3 separate regions of the Sus scrofa genome follow, and regions 1 and 3 are each linked to region 2. Evidence: chromatin contacts called from public promoter capture Hi-C data. All regions are on one chromosome and are shown on one strand. The core of a region is the stretch at or near the end of the contact, and the rest is flanking DNA. Distances in the headings are between cores, read along the strand shown.

Region 1 (4,490 bases), core at 1,397-3,896, 600 kb after region 2:
ATTACTTAATATATTTTATTACATTTATAGGTGCAGACTCTTTTTTTTAATCGCCGAACTCGTGGTATAGGGAAGTTTCTGACCAGGGACTGAATTTGCACCTCCACAGCGACCTGAGTGGCTGCAGTTGGATTTTTAACCTGTTAGGCAACAGTGGGAACTCCTGACTCTGACCTTCTTGCCTCACTCTTTTTTTTTTTTTTTTTTGGTTTTTAGGGCCTCACCCATGGCATATGGAGATTCCCAGACTAGGGGTTGAATCGGAGCTACAGTTGCCGGCCTACCCCACAGCCACAGCCATACCAGATCTGAGCAGCATCTTCGACATACACCACAGCTCATGGCAAGGCCAGATCCTTAACCCACTGAGTGAGGCCAGGGATTGGATGGAAACTGCATCGTCATGGTACTAGTCGGATTCATAACCTCCTGAGCTACAACAGACAATCCGATTTTAAAGGAGAGTCTTGTGGTTTCATTTGCCAAGTCTAGCAACCTTAGTCCTTGGGCAAGTTACTTCAACCTCTCTGTCCCTCAGTTTCCTCATCTCTAAAGTTAACACGTGCCCACCTCATAGGGGCTCTTTGTTGTGAGCATGAAGAGTTAATATCGATAAATATTTAACTCGGTACTTAGTACAAGTTTTAGGTTTACTAAACTTGTTATTGGTGTTTCTAACTCTCTGTGCTGTCATTCTTCACCCTGGCCCGCAAGGCCCCTGAGATCTGCCTCAGCCCCTCTCTGATCTCATCTCCCTCTTACTCTGTTTCAGCTCCACCGGCCTCCTCCAAGTCCTTCTACTCACTCTGCTCTCCTCTGCCATGCAGCCTTTGCCCAGGCTCTTCCTTCTGCCTGGAATATTCTTTTTCTTTTTTAATTTTCTATTAAATTTTTTTTTTTTCCTTTATAGGGCTGCACCTGTGGCATATGGAAGTTCCCAGGCTACATCAGAGCTACAGCCGCTGGCCTACATCCCAGCCACAGTAGGACCTGAGCCGTGTCTGTGACCCACACCACAGCTCATGGCAACGCCGGATCCTTAACCCACTGAGAGAGGCCAGGGATCAAACCCACATCCCCATGGATCCTAGTCGGGTTCGTTAACCTCTGAGCCACGAAGGGAACTCCCTGCCTGGAATATTCTTCCACACTCTTCAGATCTCACCCCAAGTGACCATACCTTCACCTTGACCATCACTCCTGGTGTCCATTCTCAGAGGGCCCAGCTATTTGCCTTCCCAGCGAGCTAGGGTGGTCTGTGAGGGCATGGGGCACTGTGCCTGGCTCAGAGAAGGTGCTCAAGAAATGTGTGGAAAGAATGAAGGGAGAGAGGATACCAGCTTCCCGTCTGTGTCTGCAACGATTTCACAGAGCAAAGGTCTCACTAGTTGGGTGGGGACCTGCCACCCAAGAGCATGGCACGATCTGTTCCAGAGATAGTGATGTGCCCATTCCTAGTGGCAGCTATAGGAGTCACAAGTGAGGGTACTGGCCTTGAGGATCTTTAAAGTTCCAAATTCCCTAAGACCAAAGGTTTCACACTGTTTAATAAACACACGTTGGAATAAATGAGCAGTGTACATGCCCATCATAATTTAAACTACAACTCCCATGAGTACCATGAGGCCAGTTAGCTAACACCACCTGCTCAAGGTGCTATTGGGAAATGTAGTTCTCCCCCCTCCCCATTCCTTCTTGAGGGGAGGGCGTCTTAAAAGAGCGGAGAGGTTTTTTTTACTAAGGGTGATGCAGATTTTTCACCTAAAATCTAAACTGATTTTCTAAGTCAGGGACTTAGGCATCTCACACAGACACACACACAACCGCCCCCATGTTTTTCACCACGTCAAAGCCCTGGGACTGCAAAGAGTGGCTGGGAAACTCCAAGCCGCATCCGTAGCCACCCAGAGGCCACGGTGGGGGAGCGAGAATTGTAGTACCACTGCAAACACCTGGCTGGCAAGCAGGGCAGGGCCACTCACGGGGCTCTCGGTCGCGGGATTCTCCTCCTTGGACGCCCCCCGGTCCAGGGGCACGGCCAGAACAGCGTGCAGCAGCAGCAGAGGTGGCAGGAGTAGGAGGGCTGTAAGGGTCCCATAGGGTGGCATGGCTGCGTGGTCTGCGGGGAACGGAGAGGTGGAAAATGTCTGTCCCAAGCCTCCTCCTCCCCTAGACCCGGGAGTCTGGACCCCCAGCGCCGCTCCCTGCCTTCCTTCCAAGAGTCAAGACTCAAAGCTTCTCCTTTCCTCGGACCCAGGATTCCGAGGTCCCAGCCTTCCCCTCCTCAGACCCAGGCGTCCTGGCTTCCGGCATCCTCTTCGCTGAGACTCAGGAGTTTGGGATCTCAATCCCCTTTCCCCAGACCCAAAGGTCCAGGCCCCCAGCCTCCTCTCTTCCCAGGATCTAGAGGCACTGGTGCCCAGCCCGTCTTCCTCCGAAACTCTGGTCCCCCGCCTCCCTTGTCCCCAAGACCCAAGAAAGCGTCTAGGATCCTTCAAGCCCCTCACCTCTCCTTCGCTGCAGAGGGCGTTTTCCCGAGCCAGGACCTCCGGTGCGTTCTTGGTGATTTCCCCCCTAGGCCGTGCCCACTTTCCCGCAGAGGACCCGCCCTCAGCAGCCTGATTGGTCCACGCTGGCGCCAGGTTCCCGGGGGCAGCTGTCTAGCGGCCCCGCCCCTGTGGAAGTCGCTGGCCTTTTCTCGAAAGCCTAGGCTTCTGGCTCGGAAGCCCTACCTCTTGACGTCACATTTCCTGCTTTTTAGGCCAAAGAACGGAGATTTTCAAAGAGAACTACAACGCCCTGCGGGCGGGACGAAAAGGAGTCCACTTTGGCGGACATTTTGGCCCCTCTGCCTCATGGGAGTTGTAGTTTTCTCATTTATTTTCTCCCCGAGAATTGGCTGTAAATTACAGATAGGTAGTAACTGGCAGAGGTCACGTTGTACGTTTCTTTTCTAAGAGAGGCGCGTAGAGCGAGTCTGCGACACAACCTCTGTCAGGTCCCTTTAAGGAACACCTGCATGCGTTTCCAATTCAGAACCCCTGGCGCAGGGTTGCCTAGTTGCAGCAAAGACCCAGAGTCATTGCTTTGTTAGAAGTGGAGGGTGGGGAGCCAGGAGGGAAGGGATTAGGGCAGGTCTCAGTGGGAATCCCCCTCCCACCTCCTGAGCCCTCTTTTTTCCCCTGCTTACTTCCTAGAGACCCAGAGATTAGCTCCATTAGCTCCCCGGCTCCCAAAGACAGGGTCAGGTATGTTCAGAAATTTGCCTGAGGGGCAAGACGCTGAAGTGCAAAAGTGAAAAGCCTCACCAGGCAGGAGAGGAACAGAGGGAGTCTCCAGGATCCCAGGCAGGTGGGTGCAGGGGGTCTGGGGTCACTGGGGGTGGGGTGTTTCGAGCCAAAGAGTCCTGAGTTCCCATGCCCGGGTATAGGAGATAGTTATTTGGGGAAGAGAAAACTGGAATCCTGGGTTGCTGATAGTGATGACAGCTGGAATCAGGCTGCCGGGTCCCTAACAAATGTTGGTGCTGGACTTGTGGCTACCTGGGTCCAGGAGAAAATTTAAAATTTAAGATCAGGTGTTGGAAGACAGAGTTGGGATGTTGGGTCTGACTGCTTGTTTTGCTTCTCCAGAATGTCTCAGGAGAATAGTACATGGAAGAGAAAGTAAGTGGGAAAATGGAATGGACAGGGGTGGAGATGGGGGTGCAAGAGGGAACTCAGAGTTTGAGCATGCCCACACCCACTCAGCTCTTCACCAGCCTTGCAGGAAGGAGCTAGGGGCCTGGACTTCTGGGTCCTACCTAAAGGGAGGGAGCTACAGATGAAGCCTCCTGGGTCTGAGAGAGGAAGTGGGGGGGCTTGGAGCCCAGAGACAGGAGGGGCCTGGGATGTCTGAGTCCTGGATTCTAGACAGGTCAGTGCTTCAAGAAAGAGCTTCAGAACTGGTGGGGGCCGTTGTGGCTCAGTGGAAAGGAATCTGAATAGTATTCAGGAGGATGCTGATTCAACCCCTAGTCTGAGAACCTCCATATGCTGCGGGTGTGGCCCTGGGAAAAAAAAAAAAAAAAAAAGCCTGGTGCAGCAGGCTCAGGTTCTGCCTCTTCTGTGACCTCACAAGTGTTCAGAATCTTAGGCTGGGCAGGGGGAAGGACGGGAGGGGCTCTTGGGAAACTGAGGTGCCCTGCTTGCCATCACCATAAGCCTGCACCTCTCTCAGGGCCCTGGGTGATGAGCTTGCTGCCCTGAGGCTGCAGAAGCTGGAACAGCAGGTACGGTACTGAGGAATCCTGCCACCCTCACTCTTCCAACCTCCGTACACCCCCAGGAGCTCCATCCCCAGGACTTGCTCTGGAACTCCTGGTCCTTGTTGGTTTTCTCAGAGCCTCAAGTTTTGCAAGTGGAAATGAGAAAACAGGAATTTGGGATCTTAAAGAAGCAAACCTTGGTGATGAGACTCCAACATTTCTAAAGAACAAGGATTCTGGAGAG
Region 2 (4,309 bases), core at 1,076-3,575:
CAGAGGAACTACTTTCAAACATCAAGCAGCATCTGCGCCTCCTGTGCTCCAAAGCGCTCACCATGGCACACAAAGCATCTGCTCCCTGTCCCTCCTCTGCCCTTACCTTCCGCCCAACCTCCCTCCCTCTCTCGCCACGCCAGCCCCCTGCTCTAATTTGAACACACGCCAAGTGTGCCACAACCTCAGGACCTTTGAATGCACCGGTTCCCTGCTGGGACCCCTCTTTCCTCCAGAATTTGCAGGGCTCACTCCCTTGAGGTCCTGGCCCCCTTCCCCCACTCCCCTTCCCTATTTTTTGTCACAGCTCTAGTCATCAGCTGACACTGTGGTTCTCTATTTTTTACCTCCCTCATGGCATGGGTGCTCCCAGGGGCAGGAAGCTTTGTGCACTCTTGAAGCCCCCCCACCCCCACCCCGGAACACTGTCTGGCACCCCGAGTGATCAAAAAGCGTGTGTCAAATGAATGAATGAACCTTCAGAGGCAGGATGCTTTTATCAATGGAGTCGGCACAACAAGAAAACAGCTTCCCAGAGGCTGAATAACTTGCCAAGGGTCACAGGGTAGCTCTCAGAGGCAATATACTGGGCTCCTAACAACTGCCCCCCCAACCCCCAACCCCTCAAAGCTCCGCCCCTTTCATAACACCCCTGCCTGTCTCTCTGCCACCTGATACCAGTTTCCACACCTCCTGTTTACTGAGCACCTACTATGTGCCAGATCCTTCCATACCTACTAAACTCTCAAATCATCACTGGACACCCAGCAGAGGCCACTCCTCAGATCCAGCCAAATAACCAGAAGAAAAGCCAAGATCTATCTAGAGCCTGGGATGTGTGAAAAGGCCTCACTCACATATGGCGTCACAACAGCCTCATCAGGAAGGTGCCATCAGCAGTCCCTCCTGACAGAGGAGGAAACAGAGTCCCTCAATTCAAGGTCACAGGGCTAGGAAGCGTCAGCGCTCCGACACCAACTCAAGCCTGGCTGACCCCAGAGCCCGTGCGGATACAGCCTCTGAAGCTCTTGGCAGCTCTAAACGCCAACACCCGCTCCCAGGAGCTGGGCGCTGACTTGGCACCAGGCCTCCCATAGTCACGACCATCCTTCCTGCTGGTGATCACTGTCCCCGTATTGATGTGGTCAGATGGGAGAGGGCTCCAGATTCAGGCCTGTCCTGCTCCCTGACCCATGACCCTGCTCTGGGACCAGGCTTCCTCCATCCCCCACTTCCCAGATCTCTTCCTCACAAATTCCTAAGGCCCCTAACCCCTTCTTTGAAATAGGGGTTCTCCTGCTTCTGGCACATCCTCTAAGCCCCCACATTGTAATATCCTCTCCTTTCCAAGCCCCCCAGGCCCCTGTCTCAGGCTCTCCAAAGACTCCACCTGCAGGAAGCGCCTCGAAGTAACCCCTCTTGTTCCTTCTCCATTGACCTCCGTGTTTCCTAAGAAATCTTCCATCCTGGAGCCCCTCTATCCCTCACCAGGGTCCCGCTATAGTCCCCCACCTTCCCATCCCTCCTCCCCAAACCCCTGGGACTTTCTATCACTCTAAAGTCCTCTCTATAAACTATAAACGAGCTGGGCACCTCGGTGACCTATCTAGCCCCTTCCCCTCTATGACACCCCCTCACCCAAGCTCTCAAGCCTGGCTTCCTGTGTTTCAGGTCTCCCCGTTCCCACTGGCCCCCTCCCACTCTATCGCTCCACAGGGTACCCCCAACCACCCAGCCATGCACCTCCTTTCTTTTCTGTCTACATCAGGGATTTCTCTGACCCCATGGCTAATGCGATCTCCTAGCTTTCTTTCATCCCCAGGGGACGCCTCTACGCCCCATCTCCGGGACTTTACTAGCGTCCTTTTCATTAAGACCCTCCCGGACGCCTCTAGCCACTCCGTGTCGTCACCTGAAGAGGCACAGTAAGACACTCTAAGACCCTCCATTACCCCCACCCTAAAGTTCCCCCCGCGGCCTCTCTATCCTCTCACTCTACGACCCCAATGGACTTCTATCCCCTAGGCCCTTCTGTAACCCCCGAGCCCCTCAATTCCACGCTTCCCCCGCCCAGGGTCCCCCGGCCGCGCTCTCACAGTTCCGGATGTCGGAGATGAACACCGCGAGCCCCCGCATCCCATCGCCCTTGGACACGGCCGGCATGATGGCGGTGGTGTCGGCTCCAGGCCTGGCCGGGCAGGGCACAGCGCAGCGGGGGCTGGCAGGCGGGGACCTGAAGGAAAGGACCCCAAGCAGCGCCGAGGAGCCTAGCCGGCCAAGGGGGAGGGCGGGCTGGCGGGCGGGCGGGCGGGCAGGCAGGCCGCGTCTCCGCCCCCGGTCCCTCCCCTCCCAGCCGCCATCCTGAGCTCTCAGCTGCCCATTGGCTCGAATTACTGCCGTTCAGGCGCGGGTTCATCCCCACTCCCTCTCTCATTGGTGGCAGGACAAAGGTACGCCGTTACGATTGGTCCAGCACCCCCGTATTTCCGTTCGGGAGAGCGGGGTCGGGGCGTTGCTCGAGAGACGGGCGGAGTTAGGTTACGTACAGTTGGACCGCCCCCTCCGCGCGGCCGGGGCCAATACTGATTGGATCCGGTCGCTCTCCTAGAAGGGAGGGATTGACGTGAGGGAGGGCGGGGGGAGCGGGCTTGAGGAGGCGGGACTTGTGGTGACTGAGGCCAATAGATGGGCAGATCGCCCCCGCAGGCGTTGGGGATTTGCCCGACCTGTCCTACTCCCCCCCCGATTGGGCTGTTATGGGGGCGGGAGGAGAGCCACGATCCGTAGAGAACGAAGGAGAACGGGGGTTGTCGCTCAGCTGGGCTGGGATAGGTGGAGCAGCGCCTGCAATTCCCTGCTGCAGAGAAGGGGTTGGGAGGGGCAGGAGAGCGTGAGGTGTTTACTGCGCAAGCGTCGTTCTGATCCTCTTTCTCCCTACTCTTCACCACGCATTACTCCTTAAATCTTCCCGGAAGACGTTCCTTACCCCTTGTCTAGCGGCCAAGATGTTGGGACCTAATTTGTCCGGAGACCGAGTGTCTCAGAGCGGAGGAAACACTAATTCAAGTCTAGTCGCATTAAGCAGAGGTTAAAACTGAGGTCCAGAGAGGTTGAATGACTTGCCCAAGGTCACACAGCTCAGAAACGGCAGAGCCTGGGTTTAAAGTATATTTTGGCATTTAACCACTTGTTTTGCTTTTTAGGGCCGCACTTGTGGCATAGGGAAGTTCCTAGGCTAGGGGTGGATTCAGAGCTGGAGCTGCCAGCCTACACCACAGTGATGGAGGATCCAGGGGCCCTCTGTGACCTACACCACAGTTCCCAGCAATGCCAGATCCTTAACCCACTGAGCGAGGCCAGGGATGGAACCTGCATCCTCACGGATACTAGTTGTGTTGTGTGTGTGTGTGTGTGTGTGTGTGTTTAGAGCCGCACTGGCAGCATATGGAGGTTCCCAGGCTAGGGGTCGAATCAGAGCTACAGCTGCCAGCCTACACCACAGCCGCAGCAATGTCAGAGCTGAACGCATCTGCAGCCTACACCACAGCTCACGGCAACACCGGATCCTTAACCCCCTGAGCAAAGCCAGGAATCGAACCTGCAACCTTATGGTTCCTAATCGGATTCGTTTCCGCTGCGCCACGATGGGAACTCCAATAGTTGTGTTCGTAACCTGCTGAGCCACAGTGGGAACTCTGACATTTAACTGTTTTCCAATTATGCAATGCCTTTTTTCTTTTCTTTGCAACCACACCACCAGTAAACACACCAAATCAAAACTGTGAGTCTCTCCACCAAACTTGGAGCTCCTCAACCAGAAGGGGACTGACGAACGTTGCTAAAAGGAATGGGGGGATCTGCTATGTTTGGCCCAACCACCACCCCTTGGCGCCCCGGAGACTTTCTTTGGTTGACAGGCTTTTGGGAAGGCAAAGCCTCCCGGAACTCTAACACCCTGGGCTATTGAGAAATTTGGGGCAAAGGGAACTGGAAGAGTCCATTCTGTCACCTCGAGGAACTCAGCCCTGCCAGCCTCTTCCAACCTCAGAACTCGAGTATTCTTGGAATGAGCCTTGGGAGAGAGTCCTGCATGCTGGGAACATCCACTCTGAATCCTGGGGGGATGGGGAGAGCGAGAAGAGCCCACCTTCCAGGTTCGGTGGATCTGGCCATTCGGGTTTCCAGGAATGGGGCTTGGGAAAGTCTATTCTGGATTCTAGGAGGACAAATATTGCTCAGATGTTTCAGTGAGCAAGGACAGTCCATTCCTAATATGGGCGTGTGGGGTGCGTGTGGCGGGGGTGCTGTC
Region 3 (4,002 bases), core at 299-2,798, 790 kb after region 2:
TAGTCGGGTGCATTAACCACTGAGGCATGACCGGAACTCCTCTGTCTTGAGATCTTTTTCTGTTTCTGCCCCTCCCCACCCACCTTGGGCCTGGCATCTTGCTCTTCCATCTCTAACCTGCAGTGTGCATCTCTCTGCTTCTATCTCTAAGTGTGTGTGTCTGTATCTTTCTCTGCCTCCACCTGTTATCTGTCTCATTCTGTATTTTTTTCCCCCCTGTCATTCTGGGGGTCTCTGTCTCTGTGTATCTTATCAGTTTCTGCATCTCTTGCATTCACTGTATGTCCCAGGTCTCTCTCTCTCTTTCTCTCTCTCTCTTTCCCCCTCTCTCTGGTCTCCCGCGGCTGCCCCCACCTCCCTGCCTGTTTATTTTCTACCCTGCGTCTCCTGCCAAATCTCCCCATCTCAGGCTCCTCTTCCTCCTCAAGCCTCCGCAGCTCCCTGACCTCACCTCTGCTCTCTTGCCTCAGCCTCCCCGGCTCCTCCTCCTGCCTCCTCCCGCTCCCCCACTCTCTCTCCAAGTCTCTGCCTCCCCCTCCTGGTCAGCGGCCCACACCGCACTCCGGTCTCCCAGGGGATCCCCTAGCCGGGTTAAGGGAGCCCCTGGTGGAGGCTTGGGTGATGCATCCGGCGGGGGGCTGCAGGCGCTGTGCAGGCTCGCACCTGGGTCCCTGCGAGCTGGGGGATCCCGGATCCTTCAGGGCCAGTGGCCCTGAGCGTGGAGACACCCGAGGACTCTCCCAGCTCCACCTTAAGGGCCCCCCCCTTCCCCCTTCTGCGGAGGATGGAAACTGCCAGCTCTTGGGCCCCAGGTGTCCGGGCCACCCCCGCCCCCGTGGCCCCAGCGCGGCTGGGAGCTGGGGACGAGTCCCCCCCCCCAACAACCTCTCTATCCTGCCCCTGGGAGTACTCCCTCCACCACCACCCACACACACCAGCCCAGGGAGGGGTGCTCGCTGCTGTGAGAGCCCCCCCCAACAGAAAAATTAAATAACAGCAAGAGAGAGAAGGGGGGGAGGGAGAAGAGCGAGACAGAGAAACAGAAGAGGCAGGAGAGGAGGAGGTGGGGGGAGAGAGAGAGGGGGCAGCGGGAGGCCGAGAGGGAGAGAGTGAGGAGGAGAAGAAGGGGAGAAGGAAGAGGCAGGAGCAGAGGAGGGAGAGAGGGAGGAGGAGGAGGTGAGAGAAGCAGGATGGAGACATGGAGTTAGGAGGCTGGGGAGAGCTTAATGAAAAGAGAGCGAAGAGGGGGGTGTGGGTTAGAAGCCCAGGGGTAACCCGAGGGAAAAGCAGAAGGCAGAGGAGAGGAGTAGGAAGACCGGGAGACAGAGGGAGACTCGAGGGCTTGGGGAGAGAGGCGAGGAAGGAGACACGCCGAGAAGGAGCAGGGGAGTGGGTGGGGTAGGGGGGTCTCAGTCCCCGGCTGCCTCAGAAATTGGGAACTGGGGCTCCCCGTGTGGAGGAGAGGAAGGCTGCAAGTCCTTGGGGGGTCGGGGTTCCACAGAGAAGGGAAGGAGCTGGGGGGTTGGGGGTCAGGGCATTGGGATAGGGGTCGCCCCGAGGCTTCCCCGGGATGGGGGGTGCAGCTCGTCTGAGCGCCCCTCGAGCGCTGGTACTCTGGGCAGTACTGGGGGCGGCAGGTAAGGCCTGGGGGGGTCGGGGCAGGAGCCCCTCAGGGAGGGGTGGGGGTGGGGTGTCCAGGAGAGGGTTTCAAGCCGCTGTCTCCCCAGCTCACATCGGACCCGCACCTGACCCAGAGGACTGGTGGAGCTACAAGGATAATCTCCAGGGAAACTTCGTGCCAGGTGCAGCCAGGGCGGGGACCCAGGCGTCTGGGCAGCCAGGCTTTCCTCCTGAGACCCCGGAGTCCGCTCCTCCCCTGCCCCCCCCCGCCCCCCCCCCCATCCCCAGGACCCAGGAGTCCTAGCCCCTTCCTTCCTCCCTCCGGAGGCCCAGCCTCTGACCCCGGGTGGCTCAGCATGGGACATTATACATGCGCATTTCGAGTCGGGAGTGGGAGTGAGTGGAAGGCAAGGGAGTGTGGGGGTGGAAGAGTGTGTGTGTGCTTGCTGGGAAAGACCAGGTAGGTCCTGGCTCGTACTGAGAACCAGAGGTTCGGGGCCCGGTTCTCCACCTGGTCCAGCCCTCTCTTGCAACTCCTTCTCCCCAGTACATTCATCAACCAGCTGTGGGATAAGGGAGACTGAAGAACTACAACTCCCATGGGCTCTGGGGCAAGCAGGCAGGGGATGGGTAGGCTGGCCACCTCACAGACTGCTGGGAGTTGTAGTTTCTTCCCCAAAGACCATTGATGATAGGTTTGATCAAAGAGAGGCTTGGAGGTGTTGGGGGTAGGGGGGCGGTATAGGAAACTCCTCTAAGAGTCTTCTAGGACCCAGGACTCTGCATTTCAGCCACCTCCTCCCTCAAAGTCAGGAAACCACAGCCTTCCCAGCAGATCCCAGCACTGAGATCTAGTCCCTACTTCTGACTCCCTTTCCTCCCTGCCCCACCTCTGCTCCCAGGGCCTCCCTTCTGGGGCCTGGTGAACGCAGCCTGGAGTCTGTGTGCTGTGGGGAAGCGGCAGAGCCCTGTGGATGTGGAGCTGAAGAGGGTCCTTTACGACCCCTTTCTGCCCCCACTGAGACTCAGCACTGGGGGAGAGAAGGTAAGTGGCCTGTTGGGAGGGGTTACCAAACCCCACTGGGCTTGAGTTGGGGTCGGGGGTGGGGCATGAGCTGGGAGGCTAGCCTGGGGGAAGGAGCCCTACACTGAGCAGAGAGGAGGCGCTGTCCACCCTTAAATGGATCCCTGATTCTTCCCTCTCCAAACATGGCCTCCTAGTCTTTCCATCTCTTGGAAGCAATGGTAAGACAGACCATCTCCCGTGCCAGGCACTGTTTTCGAACCTGATAAATCGTCTCATCTTCACAACTCCATGAAATAGATGCTATTGTTATTCTTATTTTAGGGATGCAGAAACTGAGGCACAGAGAGGTGAAGTCACTTGCCTGAGGTCACACAGCTAGAGAGTGCCAAGGCTGGGATTCAGACCTAGGCAGTGTGGTCCCAGAATCCATGCTCTTCCCTCCACTGCAATACTGTTTCTTATAAGAGCTGGCACCACCCTTCACTCAGTGGCCCCAGCCAAGTCTCCGAGCTCTTCCCCCTCCCATTTCCTCCCTCACTCCCACTTGCTACCGGTGCCCTTTCTAGCCTACCTGCTAAATAGCATTTCACTTCTGGTCTCTCCACTGCCATCATCTTGCACCTGGATTGATGCCATAGAATCCCTGCTGGCCTGCTTCTCTGCCTCCTGCAATCCATTCTCCATCCCACAGCTAGAGAGATGTTTAAAAACACAAACTGGATCATACCACTCTCGGGCTCAAAATCCTTCTATTAGGATAAGTCGTAACAGCAAACACTTATACAGCATTTACCGTGTACCCCGCACTGTGCCAAATGTGTTATATATATATTCAATTATTGAAATAAAAATACAAAGTGCCCCATTGTTGCCCACAAGGCCCTGCACCATCTGGCTCCCATCACCACCCTCTCCTTTGCTCACTGGGCTCTGGTCCCACTGGCTTCTTCTTCTTTTTTTTTTGGCTTTTTGGGGCCGCACTCGCGGCATATGGAGGTTGCCAGGCTAGGGGTCTAATCGGAGCTACAGCTGCCAACCTACAGCACAGCCACAGCAACACCAGATCCAAGCCTCATCCATTACCTACACCACAGCTCACGGCAATGCCGATCCTTAACCCACTGAGCAAGGCCAGGGACGGAACCTACAACCTCATGGTTCCTAGTCGGATTCGTTTCTGCTGCGCCATGATGGGAACACCTCCCACTGGCTTCTAAAATAGGCTACCTCAGGGCCTTTGCACTTGCTGTTCCCTCCTCTGGAATGCCCTTCTCCCTGCTCCTTGCAATGAACTCCTCCTTATCCTTCAGGTCTGTTCAAATGTCACTTTCTCTTGGAAGTCTTTCCTGACATCC

The links. Promoter capture Hi-C pulls out the DNA fragments that hold promoters and counts their contacts.
Region 1: a promoter capture Hi-C map of liver shows a contact between it and region 2, with 2.7 times the contacts expected there. The contact joins the promoter of NUCB1 here to the promoter of AP2A1 in region 2. A contact is called at or near these places in 1 of 5 promoter capture datasets (liver) and 1 of 2 datasets of contacts at active chromatin or transcription factors (alveolar macrophages).
Region 3: a contact with region 2 is called in a promoter capture Hi-C map of liver, with 4 times the contacts expected there. The contact joins the promoter of CA11 here to the promoter of AP2A1 in region 2. A contact is called at or near these places in 1 of 5 promoter capture datasets (liver) and 1 of 47 Hi-C or Micro-C datasets (liver).

What each region holds. Positions count from the first base shown.
Region 1 is chr6:54,185,310-54,189,799 of Sscrofa11.1, reverse strand. NUCB1 (nucleobindin 1) reads right to left here and starts at 2,646. Exons shown (of 13, transcript NM_001244488.1): 1 at 2,508-2,646; 2 at 1,983-2,119. The coding sequence starts at 2,108. It overlaps TULP2 (tubby-related protein 2), which reads left to right and starts at 4,302. Exons shown (of 10, transcript XM_021094706.1): 1 at 4,302-4,490.
Region 2 is chr6:54,784,553-54,788,861 of Sscrofa11.1, reverse strand. It overlaps AP2A1 (AP-2 complex subunit alpha-1), which reads right to left and starts at 2,325. Exons shown (of 23, transcript XM_021094760.1): 1 at 2,097-2,325. The coding sequence starts at 2,163. It overlaps TSKS (testis-specific serine kinase substrate), which reads left to right and starts at 3,651. Exons shown (of 11, transcript XM_021094752.1): 1 at 3,651-4,154.
Region 3 is chr6:53,996,190-54,000,191 of Sscrofa11.1, reverse strand. CA11 (carbonic anhydrase 11) reads left to right here and starts at 1,548. Exons shown (of 9, transcript NM_001004038.1): 1 at 1,548-1,637; 2 at 1,728-1,802; 3 at 2,523-2,665. The coding sequence starts at 1,571. It overlaps LOC110261016 (a long non-coding RNA gene), which reads right to left. Exons shown (of 3, transcript XR_002344719.1): 2 at 3,219-3,338.